Regions from separate parts of the Mus musculus genome. Here region 1 is linked to region 2. A link is a contact called in public HiChIP or PLAC-seq data. All regions are on one chromosome and are shown on one strand. Each heading gives the region's core, a stretch centred on a gene start, on an enhancer-like site or on the middle of the called end of the contact. The rest is flanking DNA. Distances are from core to core; before and after follow the strand shown. Region 1 has its middle 60 kb from the start of Gm26144. Region 2 has its middle 25 kb from the start of Gm34482.

Region 1 (5,952 bases), core at 340-2,839, 690 kb before region 2:
GAAGACTGGGGGTGGAGGGAGAGTCTTAGGTAAATAAACCATTTTGAGTCTTTCAGAGAGAAGAGGCTCTGAGTGGGCCCCATGATTCATAGGCAAGAGGAAGATATGGAGGAGGGAGGAGGCATGGCTTGGATGAGGATCAGAGAGGTAGGAAAGGAGGTTGGGTTGTTTCATGGGGATGGGTGGGAAAGGGGAACAACAGGTCTAGATAAGGTGTGGAAGGTTTGAGGCAGGTGGGCGAAGGACCGCAGGCAGTATGGGAAGTACATTTTAAAAACCGGATTGACTTTATTAATGGAGTACATTTACATAGTAAATCATCACAGCTAAAAGACAGTACACGAGGGTAAAATGCTCCCACAAACATCATGAAGACACTGTTAATATTATGGAAGGAATTAATCATTTTAATCAATTAATTAATAGGAAAGAGACCAAAGTAGAGTATGGAAAAAATGGACAAATGATTAAAAAAATAAAAGAAGGAAAGTTACAGAACCAGAAAAACTTGGACTTGCATTGGGAAACCTTGGTTTTCTGTCCTCCAAATTGTCCGTCCTTCAGTTTGTTCCTCTCTACTACGTCCCCTCTCAGACCCTTGTTCATCTAGAACACTGCTTCTCTCCCAGAATGCTGACCTCAGAGCTTGCAGACTGGAGCCTTGCACACCCAAGCAGGGCAGGGCACATGCTCACACTGACTTGTCCCCAGACAGAATGAGTCGCGTGGCTCAGCACTTTGTCTTCGTGATCTGTGTGGTCCGAGCAAGGTACAGAAAGTCTCACATGGGGACAAGCTCGGACACTTGAGGGCACATGGTGATAACACATGGAGGATATAAAGCCTGAGATGCTTTGTGCTTTAGAGGTGGTCAGTTAGTAATCTTGGTTTTATTGCCTTTCCTCTTAAAGCCCTGAGTTTCCCCTTAGACCGGCAGTTCTCAACTTGTGAGTCACAACCCCCTTGGCGGTCAAATTTTAGATATTTACATTAATGATTCACAACAGTAGCAAAATTACAGTTATGAAGTAATTAAAATTTTTTGATTGGGGGGGGGTCACCACAACATGAGGAACTGTATTAAAGGGTTGCGGCATTAGGAAGGTTGAGAGCCACTGTCTTAGACAAAGATACGTTTTGCTGAAATTATTCATTTCACAAAAGTTCTGAAGGCCAAGCAAGCAGCAGTGTGCACTTGGGTTTTAGATGCGATGTGAGGAGTGGGGATATAGGTTCCAGGTGTGGATGCTCAGCTCAGCTAGCTGTTTCAGATTTCTCCAGGACCACGGATGGAAACGTGACGTGTAGCAACAGACTGTCCATGGAGGGTTGAGCGCATACTGAACATGCTAGACTGTAGAAGCTCTTTGCTTGTATGGTCCCATTTAGGGGACAGTCAGATGTCCCCTACATGTCTTAGGCAGTTGAGGGAACCTCTTGGCTCTTTGAGGGTCAGCAGGGAACTGAGTGAGAATCACTCTAAAACTAACTTCTAGCATCCAAATTCAGACATCTCTCAAACCTGAGATGGATCTTTGCATACTGTACTTATGGCTGGCAATAGTCCTTTCTTTGAGACACTGGAGGGCAGTGTGGTACAGTGGATTGAGCTATGGGTTTGGCATGAAGGGATTTATTTGGGTGTGGTTTTGAAAGCTGTGTGGCCTTGAGAAAGTTAAACAGCCCCTCTGGATCTTTATTTCCTAGCCCCCCCCCAAATGAAGATAATCAATACAAGACTCATTTTGGGTTACTGTGAGAATCAGAATAAAAAAAAAGGTATTGAAAGTGCTTTCTAAACTGTGAAGAGGAAACATATGATTCTAATAGAACTGTGAATTATTTGGGGGAACCCAAAAGTCCTTCCTGAACAAAAAAGAAATTTCTCTAAAAAGTCCTGTTAAGCATTAAAACTTAATATCCTTACCTCTGGTAGGTATTTGCCTTTTGAGGTTCAAATACACTGTACAAGATAACACTCAATAAGGGCACATTCCTGTAGATGGAGGCAGTATGAATAGCCCAGGATAGAGCATCTACTCAACAGCTCTATCTTCTAACAGGAAAGCAGATTGTCAAGAGTCTAAGAGAGGTGCGTTTGGATGGGGAGGAGGAAAGCAAAGATACCAAGGTACCGGGTTGTTTCCGAGTCAGGCAGATCCAATTACCCTGGGACTTTGGCTGATACTTCTTTAGAGTTACAGGCCAGAAGATTTAGGCACAACCTGCAGAACTTTCTGGAAGAGCTACTACTTCCAGAGAAGAACTGAACTTCTTGCTACTTAGATCTGCACATGTGAAAGGTGATTTGCAGAGTAGCTGAGGGCTTGGGACCGTGCTTTGTGGGAAGGTGAACAGAAAGTGAAAGTGACCTTGGGCTGGAGAGTGTGTTGGAGGGACTCTCTGCTGCTTTTAGGGCCTTGGGGCTGGTAGGAGGACTTCCTGCCCACACTGCCCCAGCAGCTGTCAGTCATGACTTTTGCTAAGTCTGCACGTCTCTTACTTATTTGGTGATTTTTTTTTACAAAGGGTTTAATTTATTTTAATTTTGTGTGTATGTATGTCTTTGTCTGAGTATATACATGTAAGTGCAAGTGTCAGCAGAATGCAATGGAAGGTGCTGGATCCTCTGCAGTTGGAGTTATAGGTGGTTGTGAGCTGCCTGACATGGGTGCTGGGAAGTAAACTTAGGTCTTCCGGAAGAGCGGTGCATGCTGTGTAAATGCTGAGCCATTTCTCTAACCTCTGGATGACTTTCTTTTCTTTTAAATTCTGATTGACTTAAGTGAACGCAACCTCATTTGAATTAAGAACATGGGCTCAATCACCATACAACTACAGAAATAAACTAGCCATTCATCTACCGCCTAAAACCACCACACAGGGCTCATGTTTTAGGTCAACAGCCCATGTGTTGCTCTGCAGCACCTTCAACCAGAAGTCGACTTGTGTGCTTGCCCACCTCTGGTTCCAGAAAGCTCAGTTCCTCTTTGGAGGTAGCACTTTCGGGACATTCTGCAGGGTGTGTCTGAGTCTTCTTATCTTTAACGCTACCTATTGGCTCTAACCCTTGGGCCACATAGAATACACCTATTTTCCCTCTTAAGATGATTCTTTATAAAATGGCACTATTTCCTCTATATCTCACAATCCAGGCTGCCTGAACACACCCAGTTCTATCTAATCTCCTCTGCTGGTAGGGTTTCAAGTGTCCTAGATATGTTTGTCACTGACTTTGGAAAAGAAAGCAATGATATTTCAGGGTGGTTTTTCAGAGTATAACTTCCAACACAGAACACAATCCTTTGACGTCATCTGAGCTGGTAAGAGGCAGGCAATGGTTCTCTCCCTCACCCTGGATCTGTTACCTCTGCTCCAGCTTCTTCATAACACTGCCAAGGGCTGAGAGGCCCTACAAAGAGAGAAACACTGTTGTGTGCAGCCACTCAGTGTCAGTGGGAGGTAAGCACGGGCTGCCACACTGCCACGCCACCCAGAGAAATGCTCTTTCAGGCTCCGTGACTGGGCATACATCGTCATCTCTGCTCTTCCATTAATATTTATGATTAGCATTGCATCTCCATTTGCTTATAAATTATAAAGTGGATATTTATTGCACGTGCAAAAGGATGGGAATTTAGAGATAGCAAAGACGTCAGAAATGAAAATTCTGAAAAATGTTTCCCGACCCGATTCAATTGTGCTAGAGACTGGTGGGGGAGGGGCCTCCCCTGTGAGTCAGAACATTCCATGATAAACACATCAGATCTGCGTATCCTCCAGCTAACTGCCCCACAGGATCTAATTTTCATACTCTGCAGATAAACCCAGTGACAGCCTTGGGTGCACATTTAGAAGAACTATGGGAAGGAGGGGGCACCTTTCTACCCTCACTTCACACCCTTCTCCTGCTTCCTAAGCACATGTCTTTCCCTCCATGATTGCCTCTGCCTTACACTCTCTCCCTTTGTACATTTTATCCCTAGACCTGAGATGTCCTTGGAATGCCCACAGCTGCCAGGGCATGCCAAAGAGGGAATTGTTTGGATGTGAAAACACAGGCTAACATTTCAGCACTTCTTTACCTTTGGTGGTGCTGTTTTGGGAAGTTGTGGGACCTTTGGGATATCATATCTAGCTGGTGACATAGACCACTTGAGACAGACCTTTGAGGGTTGTATCCTGGACTGCTTCCAGTTCTGACCTCTGCTTCCTGATCCCTAAGATGGGACCCAGCAGCATCAGGAGCTCCTACTGCCCTGCTTTCAACTGCCATGATGGACTGATAGCCCTTCAAACTGTGAGCCAAAGTAAATCCTCCCAAACTGCTCCAGGCACACATGCTGCCAGAGCGAGGAGCAGAGTAAAGAGCACGGAGGGAGGCTCCTCCCAGCACCCATCTTCAATGACAAACAGGAAGCTGTTCTGGCTTTGGCAGGGGTTCAGAGGTGCTAGAGCAGAAGTGATGTTAAAGGAGGAGAGGCCGGACAAGCGGAGAGCTTCCACCCTGAAGGGCTGAGGTTGTTTAGAGGGCATGGGACATGAGTGCCACCCTCAGATGCTTCAAAGTGTCAGTGACAGCTGAGTTGAAACTATTCTATTGTCACTTAATGTAGGTGTCTCAGGGGCCAGTAAAATTATTGGGTGCTAATAGGGAGGACACAATAAAGGAAGTTTGTGGACACTAGAACGACTTGGAGGTCAGCTGAACTAGAGAGGAGGGGTGTTCTTTCATTCCTGATGGTGTTTAAGGGTGAGTGGAGAGCAGTTGAAGATACGCTGTGGAGGCCCATGGTTCCCAAGCTGTGGGTCTGGGATGCTTCTGCTGAGGTCCTATATATGGCAGACTCTTGAGATGTGGGACTGGATCTGATAAGGTGGTGACCATTCTGGCCCTTGTGAATTCATGATTTCTGTATGGCCCCATGCATCACTTTTCCTGCTTCCTCCTGTTGGCCCAATGATGCTCCTGTCTGTTCAGGGAGGCAGAGCATGGAATCTTAATGTAGAGCAGTCTAGTCTAGAAGGGGACCCACAGGCTGGATGCCACCTACCCAAGTTGAGGCAAGCTGAGCTTGGCATATATACAATTTGAAGGGAAATGTCACCCACATCACCTTTTGTTCCCAGTGGCTCCTAGATCCAGACCATCTTCATGTAGTCTCCTCCACATCTTTTAAGGAGGATGGGAAGGTGTGAGAACTCGATGGGGTGATTTTCTTCTGTTCTTTCTCTATGTGTATGCTTGTATGAAGGTGTACATTGTGTGCAAGTGTGTGTGTGTGTGTGTGTGTGTGTGTCTGTGTGTGTGTTCATGAAGACTAGAGAATAACTTTGGGTGTCATTCCTTAGGTGTTATCCACAGTTTGTCCCCCAAGACAAGATCTCTTACTGCTCTGGAGCTCACTGAGTGACGTCGGCTGGCTGGTCAGTGAGTCTTAGGATTTGCTTGTTTCTGACTTCTCAGTGCTGAGATTACAAGTGTATGTCACCATGCCTGACATTTCTTTGAGGTTTCTAAGGAAGAAACTCAGGTCCCCAAGCATCACTAAGAGCCATCTTTTAGCCCTTGTGCTCTTCCTTAAAATGACAGGCAAAAGTCATCAGGAGGATATCTCACAGTCAGAAGTTCCTCCTCTGAGGTTGCCTTACCTCCTCTGGGGGCTTGGATGACACACAGCCTCACAAGTGGCAACAGAAATGTGCTGAGGATCCTCTCACCACCCCCTGAAGCTTGCTTTGCCTTTGTTAATCTCTTCCCAGTATAACAAGAACTTTTGAAGGACCTTTTGAAGCTATGTTTCCTTGTCTCCCCAGAGTTATCACAAGAAATAACTAAATCACAATGTAGCCTATGGTACCAACAACTTAAAACAAGCTAAGCCCTCCTCCATCCCTTCTGCCTCCCTTCCATCTCCTGTCCTACCTCATTGCTTCCTCAGTGTGGCCCTT
Region 2 (5,593 bases), core at 2,488-4,987:
TTTGGTTGGTTTGTGGTTGGTCAGGTGGTATTTGGTTGGTTGGTTGAAACTAGGTCTCATGTGTAGGCTAGACAGTTCTCTAACCCATGATCTTCCTGCCCCAACCTCCCAAATCCTGATACTGCACGACTTTACTCTCACACAGTCCTCTAGAAAGCAGCTTTTTACTGCCAGGGACCAGGATTAAGGATCAGGCTATCCTGAGTTCCAGTCCTTGGCCACTTCCCAAGGTGACTGTAATTAGAAGCTGTTCAGCCTCTCTCATCTTCAATTTCTTCATCTTCAAAAAGAGAATAGCAATTTCCCTTCTACAGGTGTTGGCTCAGAAACTAGCTTCAAAAATATATTAGCAGTACAGAACATTAAAAGGATGCAACATTTCTTCTCCTCTCTTGAAACCTTTAAAATTATGTTCTCAAAACAAAACAGTCTTGACTTAAGTAGATTCAAATGTGGGCCCTTCACTCTTTTTAGTATAGCCAAATTGAAGGGTGATTCACTTGGCAATAAAAGCATGCTATTATAGGCTAGCTGGCACACTCATGGTCAAGCCATCCATCAGCTGGTGTGATTGATCACTCTGCTTCTGTAACGAGAATACAACATCTTCTCCTAATGAACCCTGGGTCAGATTTGTGTTGTAAGATAAAGGTGTATGCTGCAGGGTACTCAGGTCATTTTGTATATGTGTTAAAGGCTATGTAAAGTTTGATAGTGGCCACATCCAGCAGAAAAATGGAGGGGGGGGCGCGGCTGTGGAATCATTGTGAGTAGTGATGGTCTGTGTCTGAGTTTGTGGATTCTACTTATTTGCCTCTATATTTTTGTGCAGTTTCTTTACAATGCAGTGCTTGAATCTGACCTTTCTGAGGAGTGAGTCTTTGGAATGGTCTTTAAGTGACTAAATTTCAAGCTGCTCTACTTTACCTTCAGAGGCTCTGACGGACTTCAAAACCTGCATGAGGACACACCGAGCCACATCATGAATGTACATAAATACCTGAATATACACATGAATATGTAATTTAAGAATCACAATGAAGTTTTCAAAGCATTCTGAAATACATTGTGGTCTTTTCCTCTCTCATGCTTTTTCAGTTGTGCTACGTTTCCCTGGGACATGGTACAGTCTTTCACTCCTGATCAGGCTTTTCCTAAGTCTGGTGCCTCCAGCCAGTACCTTGGAGAAGCAGGACTCTCCCCTCTACTCCTCCTGAACTTTGTCTTATTACAATGTTTTCACATCTGAGCTTAATCATCTTTTGATGACTTAGCTTTCCACACCAACGCTGAGTTTATAGAAGATCTAGAACATACTTAATTTATCTCAGCAACCATGGTCCATCACAACACCTGAATCACTGAAGATATCAATATATATCAAATTATATATATGAATGAATGACTCAGTGATTGAATGATTGAGGAAGTGAATTATGGCTGTAATGCCAGGCCCAGTCTTAGTATGGTCACAACCAAAATGCGGCAGGACTTTTATAAATATATATATAAAGCATCAATCTGTAAAGCATTAAAACTTCCAAGAAGAAAGCGCTTCCTGAAGCAGGTGCACTGGCTTATATGACACAGTGATTCCAGAGTGGCTAATAGATCAGGTAATTTGTCCACTTTCCTGGAGTAAAGGCTTAGGCTGGGGCTCACATTAGCTCAGAGCCCTGTGCATGATGCTGCATGCCTCCTTCAATGCAGTTCAATTAAGCTTAATATCCTATGACTCAAGGGTTTGCACACCAAGGCTTGGCACTTAATATTGTAATTACCTCTTTTGATTAGAACTGCCTTTCATAAGCAAATCAAGGCAGTGGTTTGACAAGCTTGAGGAATTGCTTAGGGAGCTCACTCTACAAGTTCCACGGGGGAATTATAATCACGGTAATTATCGTCCAAGCGAGATTCCAGTTCTCCATGTACGGGATGTACTGGGAGGTAAGTGCATAAGAGTCACGCATTGCGTCCTCCCCCCTCCCCCCTCCCCCGCTCGGGGTAAGCTGCAGAACTGTAAACAAGGAACAAGCTTGAAGCAAGCTCAGTGCAGTCCACAGGCTGAGTTGCTTGTAGTGAGACAGGGCTCAGACTGTTCAGTACATTGAAAGCAATTACTTGGCCACACTGCGGTTGTGGGTTTTGTTTCTCCTCCTCTCCACTGAAACTGGACACATAGCTGGTAAAAACCCACTCACCAATTCGGTGCTAATGGTTGGAACTCTGTGGACAATGAGATGCGAATCCACACTCCGCTCTTTGCGAGGTAAAGATAATGTTGCCCTGATTATAGAAACTAAAATCATCAAGAATCCGGGTGGGTAATGATGCGGGACAGGATTTGGCTCCGAGTTTTTAGGGTCTCAGTCAGTGTGCAGATAAAATGGCCCCTGAAGGATGAATACAGACTCTGTTGGTGATGCTCTGAGCGTGCTGGGCTGATTTTTACAAAACAGATGTCTCAAGGAGACTGAAAGCCTTTTCTAAGCCGCAAGAGAGTCTTGTTACACAGAAGTATTCAGCCTACGGATGAGCAAGCTGCCTTTCTGGACCCATGGCCACGCGCTGGTTGCCCTGGGAGGCTGGAACAAGTCTCTCATATTAAAACACACCATCTGCCTACAGTGCTCCAAGGAGACTCTAAGAAATAGTTACTAGTTCTCTTTTTCTTGGAGAATTTTTTTTTATGTTGGGGGCCCCTTACTCTCTGGAAACATTATCTCTCATGTCAAAAGTCCATACTAGTTGTTCCCCACTGCACACACTCCACAGTCATCGCCCCTCACCCTGGACTTTTTCTCTCCATCATCCACAGCCCAAAGATTCTTTTAAAAATTAACAAAAACAGAAGGGAAAAAAATGCCACAAGACCAAGATTACTAGCAGATGTTCCGGCGATGCTGGAGAGTGGAAAAGGCACTGGAGACTGGAATTCCCTCCTCAGCCCCTTTGGAAAGCAGCACAGAGCTAGTGATGGTCTCGAGGACACACCTCAATGCACTTCCTCACGGTTTCATTCTTTCAAGAAATATCCTCTGAATAAGAAAAGATGCCAAGCCTGCAGCTGAGCTCCTCCGCCACAAAGGGAATAAGAAACATTTACTGAGAGCTTGTTATGTGCAAGACACTACTCTAAACCTCCCAGGTTAGAGTGTACTAACCCAGTTTCCATAACAACTCATGTTTATCCTCAAATGGGAAAACAGTGACAGGGAGTGATGATAAAATTGTTGGTCCAAACAGCAATATGAACTAACCAGTACCCCCAGAGCTCGTGTCTCTAGCTGCATATGTAGCAGAGGATGGCCTAGTTGGCCATCATTGGGAAGAGAGGCCCCTCAGTCTAGCAAACCTTATATGCCCGAGTACAGGAGAATGCCAGGGCCAAAAAGCGGGAGTGGATGAGTAGGGGAACATGGCAGGGGGGAGGATATAGGGGGAGGATAGAATTTGAAATTTGAAATGTATATAAAGAAAATATCCAATTAAAAAAATGTGAAAAAAATTGATGGTCCAAAATCACACAGGTGGGAGAAAGAGAGTTCAGAACTGGAGCCTCAGTAGTCGGATTCTTTAGCCTAAGCCACAAGTCAACAAGCTTTTCCTGTAAAGGGCAAGATAAGAAATGATTTAGACTTCATGAGCCAAATGGTCTCCTGCTATTACTCACTTCAGCTACAATAGCTCAGAAGCAGTGCTGGGTAATGCATACATAAGCAGGCGTGGCTGGGTTCTGATATGACTATATGCATGGATGCTGACATCTGAATTGCATAGCATTTTTATGTGTCATGAAGTAGTCCTGATCGGTTGAGTAATTTTTCCTAGTCGTTTAAAAATATAAAACTCTTAACAACATCATGAATTAAACAAAATAAGAGGTAAGCTAGATATATTTTCAGTCTCTAAGACTGATCCCTGGCCCAGGTTATATTAGGAAATAACACAGTGTTATTTTCCTTGTGGGTCCTGTAACCTGGCTGGGGGGTGTAAGCTGAGAGCTTTACATTTGTGCACTTGATGCTTGTTTGGCCTGCATCACTCCACCTATAGCCTCCCCTGTCCCTGGTTCAATCCTTCTTGTCTGAAGGGGTTCACAGTGACCTCTTTCCTCTAAGGCATCTTTTCTTGATGCTTGTTGCTCTCTTCCCAGTGATAACGTTTCTTCCCAGCACTCTCTCCTCTATGTTAATGGCCTTACAGCTACCTAATGCTATGTCTGCATAGAGAAGTAAGATCTCATATATTTGTCCTTTCCAGGATCCTAATCAGACTCGACATGGACAGGACATACACAGGTTAATGGAATTATTTTAAGGATGGAGAATTATTGCCCAGGTGAAGGCAAAATGAACATATAAACTGAGTTGTATAAAAGAGTACTCAGGGCCAGTAAGATGGAGGAGAGCTGGTATGGTATCCTGGGGGTACAGCAAGCACGGTCAGTCAAGAAGCAGGATAAGCAGGGATGAGCAGGTATAGCAGCTCATGCCTATCATCCCTAGCACTTAAAAGACTGTGACAGGGAGATAGATAACCGTGAGTTCAAGGCTACAGAGTGAGTGGGATAGAGTGAGACCCAGGTAACACAGTCAAACACAAACCAAAAAGAAGAACAAAAGGAGGAGCAAGAAGAGGAGGAGGAGGAGGAAGAGGAGGAGGAGGAGGAGGAGAAGCAGGAGGGGCAGGAGGAGGAGGAGGAGGATAAAGTAGAGGAGAGGGAGGAGGAAAAGAACGAAGAAGAGGAACAGTGACTGCAGCAGCTAGCAGCAGCAGCCAGAATAATGAAAAGTACGGCATGACCAGTTATCAGTAGACCAGGAAAACTGTGCAAGTGATAAAAGGAGCAGCCTTGAAGTCAGTGCTTGCATTAGCACTGGATCCCCACTGGGCATATTTGCATGTTCTAAAATTTGGGGGATGCTGTTGACAATTTCAGATTTATTGTTTCTATGATCTGACTTTCTCCTAAAGGATAAAAACATTTCACCCCCAAAATGTGCAGCCTGGGTGTAATTAATATAATGAGTTACAGGCAGCAGAGACTCAGGGGATGCAAGATGAGTTCTAGACTCACTTTATTTCCTTGAAAGCAAGATGTAGACAGCCCTTTGAGGAAGATACCCCTGTGTCTCAGCAGAGAGGGCTGCTATCCTCAGTGAAGAGAGAAACAAAACACTCAGATGTGTCACAACCTCAATGACAGATAACTTTGCTTCCTTTAGTTCATGCAGTGATTTCCAATTGCCAATGTCAGTTGCCAGACAAGGAGTTAGGGATACTGCTCAGAGAGACAAGGTGGTAGGCACACTCTTGTAATCCTAGCATGGAAGGAGAAGGAGGAAGATCATGGGTTCCAACTCACTCTTGGCTACAGGGCAAATTCAAGCTCTGCTTGGAATACATGAAATTCCATCTTTTAAAAAGTCAATAAAATTGGCTTTTTTAAGACTTATTTCAAAGTTTCCTTACAGGATGAAGATATAAGAGACTCACCTATCCTGGCTAAGGTAACCAGATTTCCTTCTATAACTGGTCGTTCTCTTAGTTTTTTGGAAAATGGGCCCACTTCAATATTTGATCACATGGT

What was found. HiChIP or PLAC-seq counts read pairs in DNA pulled down with a chosen protein or histone mark.
Region 1: a contact with region 2 is called in a FOXA1 HiChIP or PLAC-seq map of pancreatic cancer cells. The contact joins two enhancer-like sites. A contact is called at or near these places in 1 of 484 Hi-C or Micro-C datasets (epidermal suprabasal cells) and 1 of 115 datasets of contacts at active chromatin or transcription factors (pancreatic cancer cells).

Annotation. Positions count from the first base shown.
Region 1 is chr4:56,615,643-56,621,594 of GRCm38.p6, reverse strand. No RefSeq gene overlaps it. Among named protein-coding and RNA genes, the nearest start is that of Gm26144, 60 kb to the left of the region's middle. Within about 2 kb of position 1,589, at least 46 of the 459 cell types and tissues checked have an H3K27ac peak or open chromatin away from gene starts, as enhancers often do. A contact at or near this core is called in pancreatic cancer cells, where this site is marked.
Region 2 is chr4:55,925,710-55,931,302 of GRCm38.p6, reverse strand. No RefSeq gene overlaps it. Among named protein-coding and RNA genes, the nearest start is that of Gm34482, 25 kb to the left of the region's middle. Within about 2 kb of position 3,737, at least 35 of the 459 cell types and tissues checked have an H3K27ac peak or open chromatin away from gene starts, as enhancers often do. A contact at or near this core is called in pancreatic cancer cells, where this site is marked.